Regions from separate parts of the Callithrix jacchus genome. Here region 1 is linked to region 2. The links are chromatin contacts, called in public Hi-C maps. All regions are on one chromosome and are shown on one strand. The core of a region is the stretch at or near the end of the contact, and the rest is flanking DNA. Distances in the headings are between cores, read along the strand shown. Region 1 has its middle 70 kb from the start of NFE2L3. Region 2 overlaps SNX10 (sorting nexin 10).

Region 1 (5,710 bases), core at 3,088-5,587, 280 kb before region 2:
GTAAGACACATTCAAAAATTGCAATCTTAGAAAGATAATGGAATGACCATGACCTCAAGTACTTTAAGCCAAATAGCGACTGTCAACTCCTGATAGCAGTATTTGACCTCAGAGGCAGGTGACAGCAATCAACCTGAAACAGCCATTTTCTGAAATTCTGTTAAGGATAATAAACCACTATCGGGAAATCACCTGCCCTAGTAAGGAAGCCTCTTGTAATCAGTGACCTAGAAACAGGCACCATGATTTGAGCAGAAAGCAGGTGGAGGAATTCTGGGAATGTGCTTCTTTATGAGGGTCCACTAGATTTTGGTTGTTTTTGTTGTGGTTATTTTGCTTTGTTTTGATCATTTTTAGTTCATCTCATGGAAAATCTCATCATAAATAAAAGTAGAGAGAACAGCATGATAAGCCACCATCTACCGACCAGGGACCTCCAACAGTTACCAAGGCAGGGCTACTCTCGTTCTCTCTAGACTCAGATATCATATCATTTCATCTGTAAATTTTAAAAAAGTATTTAAGCACATATTTCTAAAATATTTACATATACATTTCTAAAAATAAGGACTTTTTAAAAACAATCCAAAACCATCATTACTAAAAAAAATTGACCAGGTGTGGTGGCTCATGCCTGTAATCCCTGCACTTTGGGAAGCCAAGGTGAGTGGATTGCCTGAGCCCAGGGGTTCAAGACCAGCCTGAGCAACAAAGTGAGGTCCTCTCTCAAAAAAAAAAAAAAACCTACTAAGTCTTAATTGTATCAAATCAAATGTCCAGTCAACGTTCACTTTGCCCAATTGTCTCCTATGTGGACCTGCCCACATGTGTGGCAGTTGGCTGCCATTCCCTTGACATTTTTATAGTCTGAGGTTTCTGCCCTCCACACTTTTTCTGGCCATTCTCTTACTGAAGATATTGAGTCGTTTGTCCTAGGGGTTCCCATGTTTGGGGCTTTACTGCCTGTGCCCTATTATTTTCTGAGAAGCAGTTAGACAGAGGCTTGAATAGATATGGTTGGATGTTTTCACAGGACATCTTTATTGGAGGGTCATGTTCCTCCGCCAGAAGTGCCATGTCTCCTTTCATGATGATATCAGCCATTATGATCAATGGGCTCTGATAATAACCTGTTGGAAGGAAACCATTGAACCAAAACATTTGGAAGGTTTTGTTTAGAAAACAAACCAAAAAAACTAACAAAAATACTTTTTCTCTGTTCTAGGCACTGTGTTTTCCTGCACATAGTGCCTCATTTAATCATTATAACACCCTCATGAGGTGCTGATGGGAATGGATTTGGACTTGGCCAGTAAGCCTCCAAAGCTGATTCTCTCTCTCAGCTACCACAGAAACAGATTGCCTCGAGAGTCTTATGGGCTGGCTGCTAAGGAGAAGCCTCTTTTGCCTTAGGTAGCATTAATAATTGAAAGAGGTAGAAAAGAAGAGATAGCCAAAAAATGGTTGAATCTTAAAATACAAGGTATACATTCTTAAAAATGCTTGACTCTTAAAATACAAGGTATACATTCTTATAAGATTGATCACAACACCACGTGGGCCAGCATTTCGGGAGGCTGAGGTGGATAGATCACTTGTGATCTGGAGTTCGAGACCAGCCTGGCCAACACAGCTTAACACCATCTCCACTAAAAATACAAAAATTAGCCAGGCGTGGTGCTGCAAGCCTGTAGTCCCAGCTCTTTGGGAGGCTGAGGCAGGAGAATCGCTTGAACCCAGGAGGCAGAGGTTGCAGTGAGCTGAGATGTTGCCACTGCACTCCAGCCTGGGTGACAGAGCAAGATTCCATCTCAAAAAGTGACTGTTTACTAACTGGCAAGTGCAATCATCAGAAGAGCATGTCATGTGACAGAGGATGCAAGTTGGACTGCAGTCACAGTGTCATCTTGGTGCACGCATGGAAACCTGAGGAGGTGCCAGACAACCTACCTCAAATAGGGCTGAAATGGCACTCCAAATGTCACCAAAGTGACTAGAAGCCACAATGCTCTGTTTAAAGTCTGTACTGCCCTTTGCATAAATCAACTTAGAGTTATTTTATCCACTCCTGGTGTGAGGCGTTGCCAGAATTAGAGTCATTTCATTAATCTCCCAGGCCAGAGAGAGGTAGCTGTATATCATTCCAGGTTACATTGACAGCAAGACAATCGTTACATTTCCACACTGCATCAAATAGCATTTCTTTTAATTCATTTCCTATCAGTCTCTATAAAAATGCCTTAGAACTAAAATATGTCTCTCAGTCCTTTAGATTTTAACAAAACTTGCTTCAAGACAAATATTTTCTAAAAATTCCAAAGTATGAAAAGTATAGAAGCTTCACTTCAAAGGACATCTCTAAATTTTTTTTAATTAATATGTTTACAAAATGATTATCTCATTCCCCTCAGGGGAAGGCACCCTGTGATCAAAAGGAGGAAGAAGAGAGGGAAAGGGAGAAGGAAAGACTGAAGGAAGGAAGAAGAAAGAAAGGAAGTGAGGAAGGAAGGAAGGAGGGAAGGAGGGAGAGAAGAAAGAAATGGCTTAAAATTATAATATTTACCATGTTTTTATTACAGTATTTAGGAAATCTAAATGTGTCAAAAACAAAATAAAACTAAGGGAAACCAAAATTAAGTATGTAGGTACAAAGTGATGTTTTGTCACTAAATGTATTTTTGAAAATAAAATCGGGGCTGGGTGCAATGGCTCAGATATGTAATCCCAGCCCTTTGAGAAGCCGAGGCAGGGAGATCACTGAAGCCCAAGAGTGCGAGACCAACCTGGACAACATGGCAAAACCCTGTCTTTACAAAAAATATAAAGAAAATTAGCCCGGCATGGTGTCACATGCCTGTAATCCCAACTATTTGGGAGGGTTGTGGTACAACGATTGCTTGAATCTTGGAGGCAGAGGCTGCAGTGAGCTGAGATCATGCCACTGTACTCCAGCCTGGGTGACAGAGTGAAACTCCATCTGAAAAAAAAAAAAAGAAAGAAAAAGAAAAGAAAATGGTCAAGCAAATTTAGATTTTCTTCTTCCTAGATCTTCCTCTCTCTGTTCACTGCAAATCACTGTATTTGTTTAGAATTCTAATTAGGCCATGGGTAATTTGTAAGTTTTCATGAAATCTCCTGAACCTCTTTTTCTGTTTTAATATGGCAGTCACAGCAGGAATCTTCTGAACTCCTTCAATGGTGTTTACTAACAAGAAATTGTGTCATATAGTAGAGATTTCTGTAAGCTGTCCTCTGAAATAGTATTTCTTCCCAATTACTTTTTAAAACAATGTGAAATCAAAAAAAATTGTTTTCTAAAATATTAGATTGGGCATTTTTAAAAAAGATAGCAATAAGATCTATGTCCGGGAGCGGTGACTCACAACTGTAATTCTAACACCAGGAGACAGAGGTAGGAGGATCCATTGCAATCAGGAGCTCAAGACCAGCCAGGGCAACATAGGGAAACCCCAACTCAACTAAAAAAAAAAAAAAAAAATAGTAGCCAGGTGTGGTGGCACACACCTGTAGTCCCAGTTACTTGGGAGACTAAGGTGGGAGTTCCAGGCTGCAGTGAGCTGGTGATCTTGCCATTGCACTCCAACCAGGGCAACAGAGCAAGACCCTGTCCCAAAATAAAAATAAAAATTTTAAAACACAGCAACAAGATCTAGAAGTTGAATGTATTGTAAAATAAAAATCAGAGAAGGGGGCCAGGCACGGTGGCTCACGCTTGTAATCCCAACACTTTGAGAAGCCTAGGCGGGGGGAATTACGAGGTCAGGAGTACGAGACCAGCCTGGCCAACACAGTGAAACCCCGTCTCTACTAAAAACACAAAAAGTAGCTGGGCGTGGTGGCGGGCGTCTGTAATCCCAGCTACTCGGGAGGCTAAGGCAGGAGAATTGCTTGTACCCAGGAGGCGGAGGTTGCTGTGAACCGAGATTGCACCACTGCACTGCAGCCTGCGCGACAGAGCTAGATTCCGTCTCAAAAACAAAGAAAAAAAGAGAGAAAGGGAATAAAGTCAAGAGACTTGCCCTATCATTTTACAGCTGCTGCTGCCGCGAATAAAGTGTTTACATTACCATTTCCCTGTCTGGTTCTTCCAACTCACATAACTCATTATTTTACAAGGTGTTTCTGTAACAATTCGCTAAACAGTAGTCCTTGCAAACAGTTCTGCTGCTCTGTAATCCAAGATTTTGGATAACATCATTTTTAACATAAACATAAATTTCAATAAAACTAAAGAGCTGTTTACTGGGAGTAGAGGTCTCATCAGCAATGCAACAGACAAAGCAAAGGCGGGATGGCTCAGGCAGGGGGCGCGCGGATCTCTCGCAGCAGACAAAGGAGAAGAAGCCGCAACGCGCCCTCACCGCCCGCGCATGCCCTGTGCCCGCGGGATCAGGTGCCACGGCGAAACAAGAGTTGAAAGCGCACTGACAGCTGGAGTCAGCCAGGCTCAGAGAGCAGTGCTGCCCTGCTACTCGAGTTGTGTGGTTTGGAGCAAGTTGGGTAATCCTGCTTAGCCTCATTTTCCCTTCTGTCGCATGAAGAAAAGACCACCTTGCAGAGTTACTGTGACGACTAAAGAGATAACCCATAAAGGTTTTCTTAGTCTGCGGTCAATGCTCAGTAATAAATGATATCTGTTATTACCATATGCCATCCCAGCTCTAATCATCATCCCAAATAGGCAGAGGATATCGCCACAGTGACACCGCTGTGCTTAGACCAAGGATGTTGAGAATTATATGGAGACACATTAAATACCCATCCCTCTTTAGATGCTCTTCTAGAATTTGGGCTGTCTGGAAGTGGGTTATCCACTCATGTCCCTCACCCTGCCTGTGCATTCAAGGGTTCCTTCCTTTGCTGCGGCAAGAATAGAAATTGGAATCTGTGAGTGCAGTAAGTGAAGACAGGTCTTGAAAAAGCAGCACCGAGTGAATGGAGCCACCACACTGTTCAGCGGCGGAAAGTCTGAAGGAGAGCTCCAAGCTCACAACCACTACAATCTCATTATTAGACTTAACGTTCTGTGTTAATCAATCCATCCTAAAACCCCACCTCTGAGGCAGACACAGAGGCCAAATATAACACTTCCTACACAGCATCCCATGCAGGATGTTGTTCAAACATTGATGAGTTTCAAACCCTCTATTAATATAAAGATGTTTTAAGCCACATCTAAAAACCAAACTTGACCTTGGAGGGAGAAAAGGGTCAAAGACAGATTTTTATAATATAAATTTCCTTTCTGAAGCTACAGAGGAATGTCAAATAATATCACAGTTTAACTATTTATTTTACTTTTTTTCTCCCCAAAAAGGGGAAACGGATGTTCTGGAATTTAAAAAATCAAAGAAAATAAAAATACAACAGAACATTCTATTGTTTCTCCAGGTCCAAAAATACATGTACATACTTAGCTGGCAAAAAAAGAAAAGAAAAGAAAAACAGACTTTGACAAAGAAAGGCATTTCCCTGGGAATATTCTCCTTCTGGAAGGATGGTGGTCAGGCATTTATTCTGTGTTGCTACTCCTTGAGCAGAACCTACCAAATATCCTCCTTTACCAGTTGCAGTTACCATGAGAATGCCACAGGGAAAGCTCTGGACAGCCATGGAGTCTTAGCTGGCTCTACAGTAAAAGAAGTCAGGTATCCTTCCACCTTCCCAGAAAGACTATGTTGGGGTTCTG
Region 2 (5,452 bases), core at 1,734-4,233:
ATATTAAAATAATGTTTACATCTTAGAAAAAAACATAGATAGTGCTAGTAATATTACTTATAATTGCAATATACAGATTCAGAAAGACATTTTCATTGTCCAAAATCAGCTTCACCAAATGGTTTCTGGAGACAAATCGTTTGTTTTCATTATCACATAATTAGAACTACAGGTTAATGATTTATTTTCCGACTAAATGTGCAATTTCTTATCACTAGATAACTTTCAGTATCAGTGGTGGTTACTTATTACTTAAATCAGAGGAAGGATCTTATAAAAATTAATAAATTTAATTTTACCAATAAATATTCTTATAATTTAGAAAAGGATGTCATCTTGCTAATTTCAGAAATATTCATTAAAAAAGCCCTTTCTTTTAAAGCATCCACTTGAAGACTAGTATAATTTTATAAAATTTTTTTTTTTTTTTAGTGTCCCAAAGGTATCTTAGATAAACTGTTTTGAACTTCAGATTTCAGATAAGGCAGAATTTTTGTGAGATAATTACTCAAGTTTCTTCCATGTTGAATGGTACAAAGTATTTCTGTGAAACTAACAAAAAGATATTTTCAGATAACTAGGATAACTTGTTGCTTTAATTAAATGTTACTCAGCCTAATTGGAGAGTGGCCAGAGCTGCTACAAAAAGCAACCTTTTCATTTTCACTACGAATTTAAAAGTTATTGTATTATTAAAAAGTCTTTACAATGCTTGTTTCAAAGAACCAACAGAAAAAACAACTAACAAAACTAAAAACTAACACTTAAAAATTTAAATTCAGAATAAGAATGATTTCTTTAATTTGTCCTTTTTTCTTTGGTCTAAAACATTATTAAATTTTGGTAAATATTTTGATTTAATGTGTCTTAGATCCTTATTATTTTAACACAGGAAAAGAAAATATTTAGCAATTTCTTACCATGCTAATATGTAAAGTTTGTGCCATCCAGGCATTTAAGAGCGATCCTCATCCTTTCAGCAATATGTATTTGAGTTGACATTTGTTTTACAGCTGTTTTGAAAAACACATACTGTGCCACCAATTGTCATATTATTTTTAGATAATGTATCATAGCCATCAAAATTAATATTAAGTAATGCCTAATATTTGATGTGTAAATGTCATGAGTTCATCATTTTTACATTAAATGTGAAAAAAAATCAACTTTGCGGGATCACTTATTTTATACAAGAGAATATATTCTGCCTTAGACCAAAACTCAGTGTTTTTGAATTTTTTGATGATGAAATTTGGTAAAGCATGGTTTGATATTCACTATAGTTGTACATATTTCAGGCTTTTTAGCCTTGGTTCAGTTATTTTGGTGTCTACACACTGGCTTCTAAAAACTGATTTTTTGCAGCTGAGAGATTTAGATGAACTTCCGTCCCAGTGGTTTTCTTGCTTCGGCTCTTATTTTTCTCTGGCATATTTTTATAAAGCTTTCTTTAGGAAAAAGAAAATAATTACTTTTTGTAATTAACCTGAATAGAATAGATGTTTAACACTATTTTTAATATGACTTAAATGTAAAGAATTGTAATCCTGGATTCTTTATTATTACAATACAGCAAAATGGCATTTTCCCTGGCTAATTCTGAAAGGGTAAACTATTCACCTATAAAGCCAATTTATGTGTTTTGTTGTAGAACCAGATTTATGTATAACCCAAAGGTGTCAACAGTGAAAGTCAACAACCTGTTACTTAGGCTTCTTATAAAGTCTCTCTTGAAAGAAAGTTACTTAATTCTAGTTAAAATTCAAGTTTTGAAAATTACTAGGGAAAACCAAGTATTTATTTTTAAGCAGATATTATCCCTTAAGATATTAAGTATCTTACCAGTTCTTCAACCTAGTCCACATTTTATTGAATAATTAAATACAAAAAACTGATATGCAGTATAAAGTAAAAGAACAAATTTTCTTTTATGACAATTAAGAAGTTAAACAAATTCATTTAGCCTGGCCACAATCACTGTTACATTCAACAGCAAACTGGATGTTGTTTTGAATTTGGTTTGTGTTTTTTGGGTGCCTTAAAGATTTCTTATTATTGAGCTACTGTGGTACAAATCAGGCTTTCAGTATTTGAGCTGTAAAAGAAGACCCTTTTGCATTAGAGGCCTCTTAACATTTAAAAAACAAAAATAACAAAGCTTATTCTGTTTCTAAATAGTCTTCCTCTTAATATTTAAATTATTAGCTGGTATCCTATGAATACAACGCAACATCTTTTCAATGAAGGAAACAATTTATTTAAATACAATTCTGTGGTTTTGTTTGGAATACAGACCTTTTCTTAGTTGATTATATATAAACACATTTTCAAATACAAAATACTGACAAAAACTAATACTGTCTGAAATTAGTTACTGCAATTTGACATTCAAAGTATAGAATTTTCTTTGCAAATAAACGTCGTAAGAAATTAATAATTTTAATAGAGTGGAGTTCAAAAATTTCAGAAGGATGTAAATAAGCAACAATTTCTTTAACATTTGCTATATATACAAAGGACTTTGGTTCTATTCTTTGCCATATGCATCTTACAAACCAGTCACCATTGTCCCTTTTAGCACACATAATTGCGCTTCAGTCTTACTGGAAACTTTCCTAGATCATGAGCAGTGCATTGGACACTAATTTTTTAGCTGCGCAAACTCTGATAGTTAATGACCCTTTCTCTTTCTCCAAAATTCCAAAGACTTCTTTTCAAAAGATATAGAGGAAAAGAGAGAGAGAGAGGAGAGAGAGAGAGAGAGAGAGAGAGAGAGAGAGAGAGAGAGAGAGAGAGAAACCCATTAAGCTACAGTTTCCTCCTGAATTTAAACTCTGGTCTAAAGACACTATGCAAATGGCTTATGCTAAAGAGGAAAATACCCTTTCTCCCCCGACGAGAAGTGTAGATTCATCCAAAAGCCCACACCGCTTGTCTTTGCTGCTAGAGGCACAGCACGGGCATAACTTGTGGTTGTGTTTTTGCTAGTTTCTTACCTCTGGGCCTTCTTTATAGCTTTGCCCCCCACCCCACTGGCGGTGGCGCTCCGGCGGCTGCACCCTCGGCCGCCTGTTGGCTGCAGCGCCTCCGCGGCCCGAGCGCATTCTCCGCGCCGCGTCCCGCACACGCGCGCTCCCGCCACCTCCCACCCGGGCCGCTCTGCCGGCGGCGGCGACTGGGCGGCAGGTAGCGAGCCAGCCGGCCTCGGTCCGGTAACCCATGGCAACCGCTCTGGTAACCCATGGCAACTGCGCGGCGGAAAGAAAAAAGGCCTTGGTGGTGGGGGCGGCGGGCGATGAGTGAGAACAACGACCGCTAAGAGACAGCGATTTACCGCGCGGCCTGCGGCTCCCGGCCGCACCTGCTGCAGACCGGCCTGCGAGGCCCCTTCCCGCGCTACCGTGACGACTCTGGCTGCTGGGGAAAAGAGCAATAAGCAGCGCTCGTGCAGAGGGGCTCCGGGTGGTGCGCTTGGTGTAGGAGGCTGCTGTGAACGCCGATGACCCCGTGGACCTCCGCGTATCCCGGCTTCCAGGGCCCCGCGGGGCCAGAGAGCGCGCGTGGATTGGGCCCTGCCGCCGGGAGCTGGGCGAGGGGCGGCCGCGGTGGGCCGGGGCCGGGGCTGGACTCCAGGCTTTGTTCTGTAGACGCTCGCGCCTGGCCCGAGGAGGGGCGAAACGTGCTGCCCTGGCCTGGTGGTGCCCAGCCCCCGAGGGTCCCCACGAGCGGATGCGATAGGGACGGGCAAACTCTCCACTCCCTAAATTTTGTCATCTGCACACTCACCGCACACATTAGCTATCCCCTTTCCCTTGTAGGCCCCCAAGAGGCTAAAACCTGCCCAGCGGGCGCGCGGCCGCGTTAACCTGCCCCCTCCCGTCTGGAGAGGGAGGGGACAGTCGCGCCTGGTGGCGGGAGTGTGCTGCTGCGGAAGAAGTGCGTGGTTCCAGGTGCAGAAACGGCCCTGGGTCAGGGTGCTCTGTGTGTGTGTGTGTGTGTGTGTGTGTGTGTGTGTGTGTGTGTGTGTGTGTGTGTGTGTGTACGGGCTGCAAGCGGGGGGAGATAAAGTTTGACATCCGCTTTAGGCTGAGATCCCTTTAGAGGGACTATGTTCTAGTCCCTGGAGAAAGCCGGTAACACATCAGGTGCCAGGCCGCCGGAGGCCAGGAGGGGGCGCTGCCGAGCCAGAGCGGAGGCTGCAGCCGCCCTCTGCAGAACGCGCCCTTGGTTGAGTCTGGTGAGCTCCTCGCGTAGTGGAGTGGTGTTAGGGCTCCCAAGTAGAAAGAACCTGCTCCCTACATAGGTGTTGGTTGTGCTTAGGAGCATCATTTGCTCGCTCAGTGTATTCGCAGAACCCCTATCCCTCAATAAGATGGTTCAGGAAATACAACTGGAACCATTTCCAGTGCATAAAAGTCCACAGAGAAATGTAGTGAGGGGAGAGACCACACTAGGAGTCTTGAACATCCAGGTCGAATTCTAACTAGCTGTGATTCCAAGCACATTGTGATGTTTTAAAAAGGAAAAGATTTGGCCTGGTTGATTTTGAGGTCCTCAATTAATTCACTCTCTGTAGGTGTGTTACAGGGACGAATCCCAATAGCAAAGTGTGTTACAGGGACGAATCCTAATAGCAAAGTGTGTTACAGGGACGAATCCTAATAGCAAAATCCGGAATATCTTTTTGTTTTTTGTTTTGTTTTGTTTGTTTGTTTTTTTTTGAAGGCAAAGGCCTGTGCAAATACAATATGCACATACTTCTGAAAGGTGCTTAGATCAACAGTGTTTAAGATATTCCATAGTTCTACTGGTAGACAAGGGAAGCTGGCTATGTAGAGAATCCTATTTTAATTCTTTCATAAAGACAAGACTCTTAGATCTTAGGGAAACTTGGCTTATTTTCACAAACATGCATGTTCTGGGTTCCACTGCTTGCAGAGGACCCAGCATCAGGGAGCATGTGCTAACGGTTAGAGGTAAAACACAGGCCGACCTGCCCTGGGATCCAGGCAGTAGTACAATCCCAGCCCTCTGCATATCGGTGTACCGGGAGCCCTGTGCTTTCGTTTAATTTTTTTTTTTTTTTTTTAACAAAAGCAATTACAGAAAAGTGCAAATTTAACGTGTGACATTTAACATTTTGTCGTGGCAGGCAGGCTCCACTTAAATGGGGCCTTTCTGCGGAACAACAGGAGCCAAAAGGCCTTGTGTCATGGAGTAATGTAAGACACAATCTGGGCTGCAAACGCACAATGAATCGGGAAGGATTTATGTAATTAATTGACCAGTCTTAACCTGTTATCCTGATGTAAGGAATTTGGAACTCATTAATTTGGGCTCTGACAGATTTCATATTAGAGCTGGCAAATATGGATTGAGCCTCTTATTCTTGTAGCAGCTGGAATTTCCATGACAGTGAGGCTTAGTGAAGAAGACCTATTGCTGGAGTCAA

The links. Hi-C and Micro-C count contacts between places; a contact is called where the count stands out from the background.
Region 1: a contact with region 2 is called in a Hi-C map of induced pluripotent stem cells, with 4 times the contacts expected there. The contact joins two enhancer-like sites. A contact is called at or near these places in 3 of 3 Hi-C or Micro-C datasets (induced pluripotent stem cells and skeletal muscle).

Annotation. Positions count from the first base shown.
Region 1 is chr11:32,014,363-32,020,072 of calJac240_pri, reverse strand. No RefSeq gene overlaps it. Among named protein-coding and RNA genes, the nearest start is that of NFE2L3, 70 kb to the right of the region's middle. Within about 2 kb of position 4,337, at least 2 of the 16 cell types and tissues checked have an H3K27ac peak or open chromatin away from gene starts, as enhancers often do.
Region 2 is chr11:31,728,487-31,733,938 of calJac240_pri, reverse strand. It overlaps SNX10 (sorting nexin 10), which reads left to right. Exons shown (of 6, transcript XM_078342535.1): 6 at 1-1,220. Among named protein-coding and RNA genes, the nearest start is that of SNX10, 78 kb to the left of the region's middle. Within about 2 kb of position 2,983, at least 10 of the 16 cell types and tissues checked have an H3K27ac peak or open chromatin away from gene starts, as enhancers often do.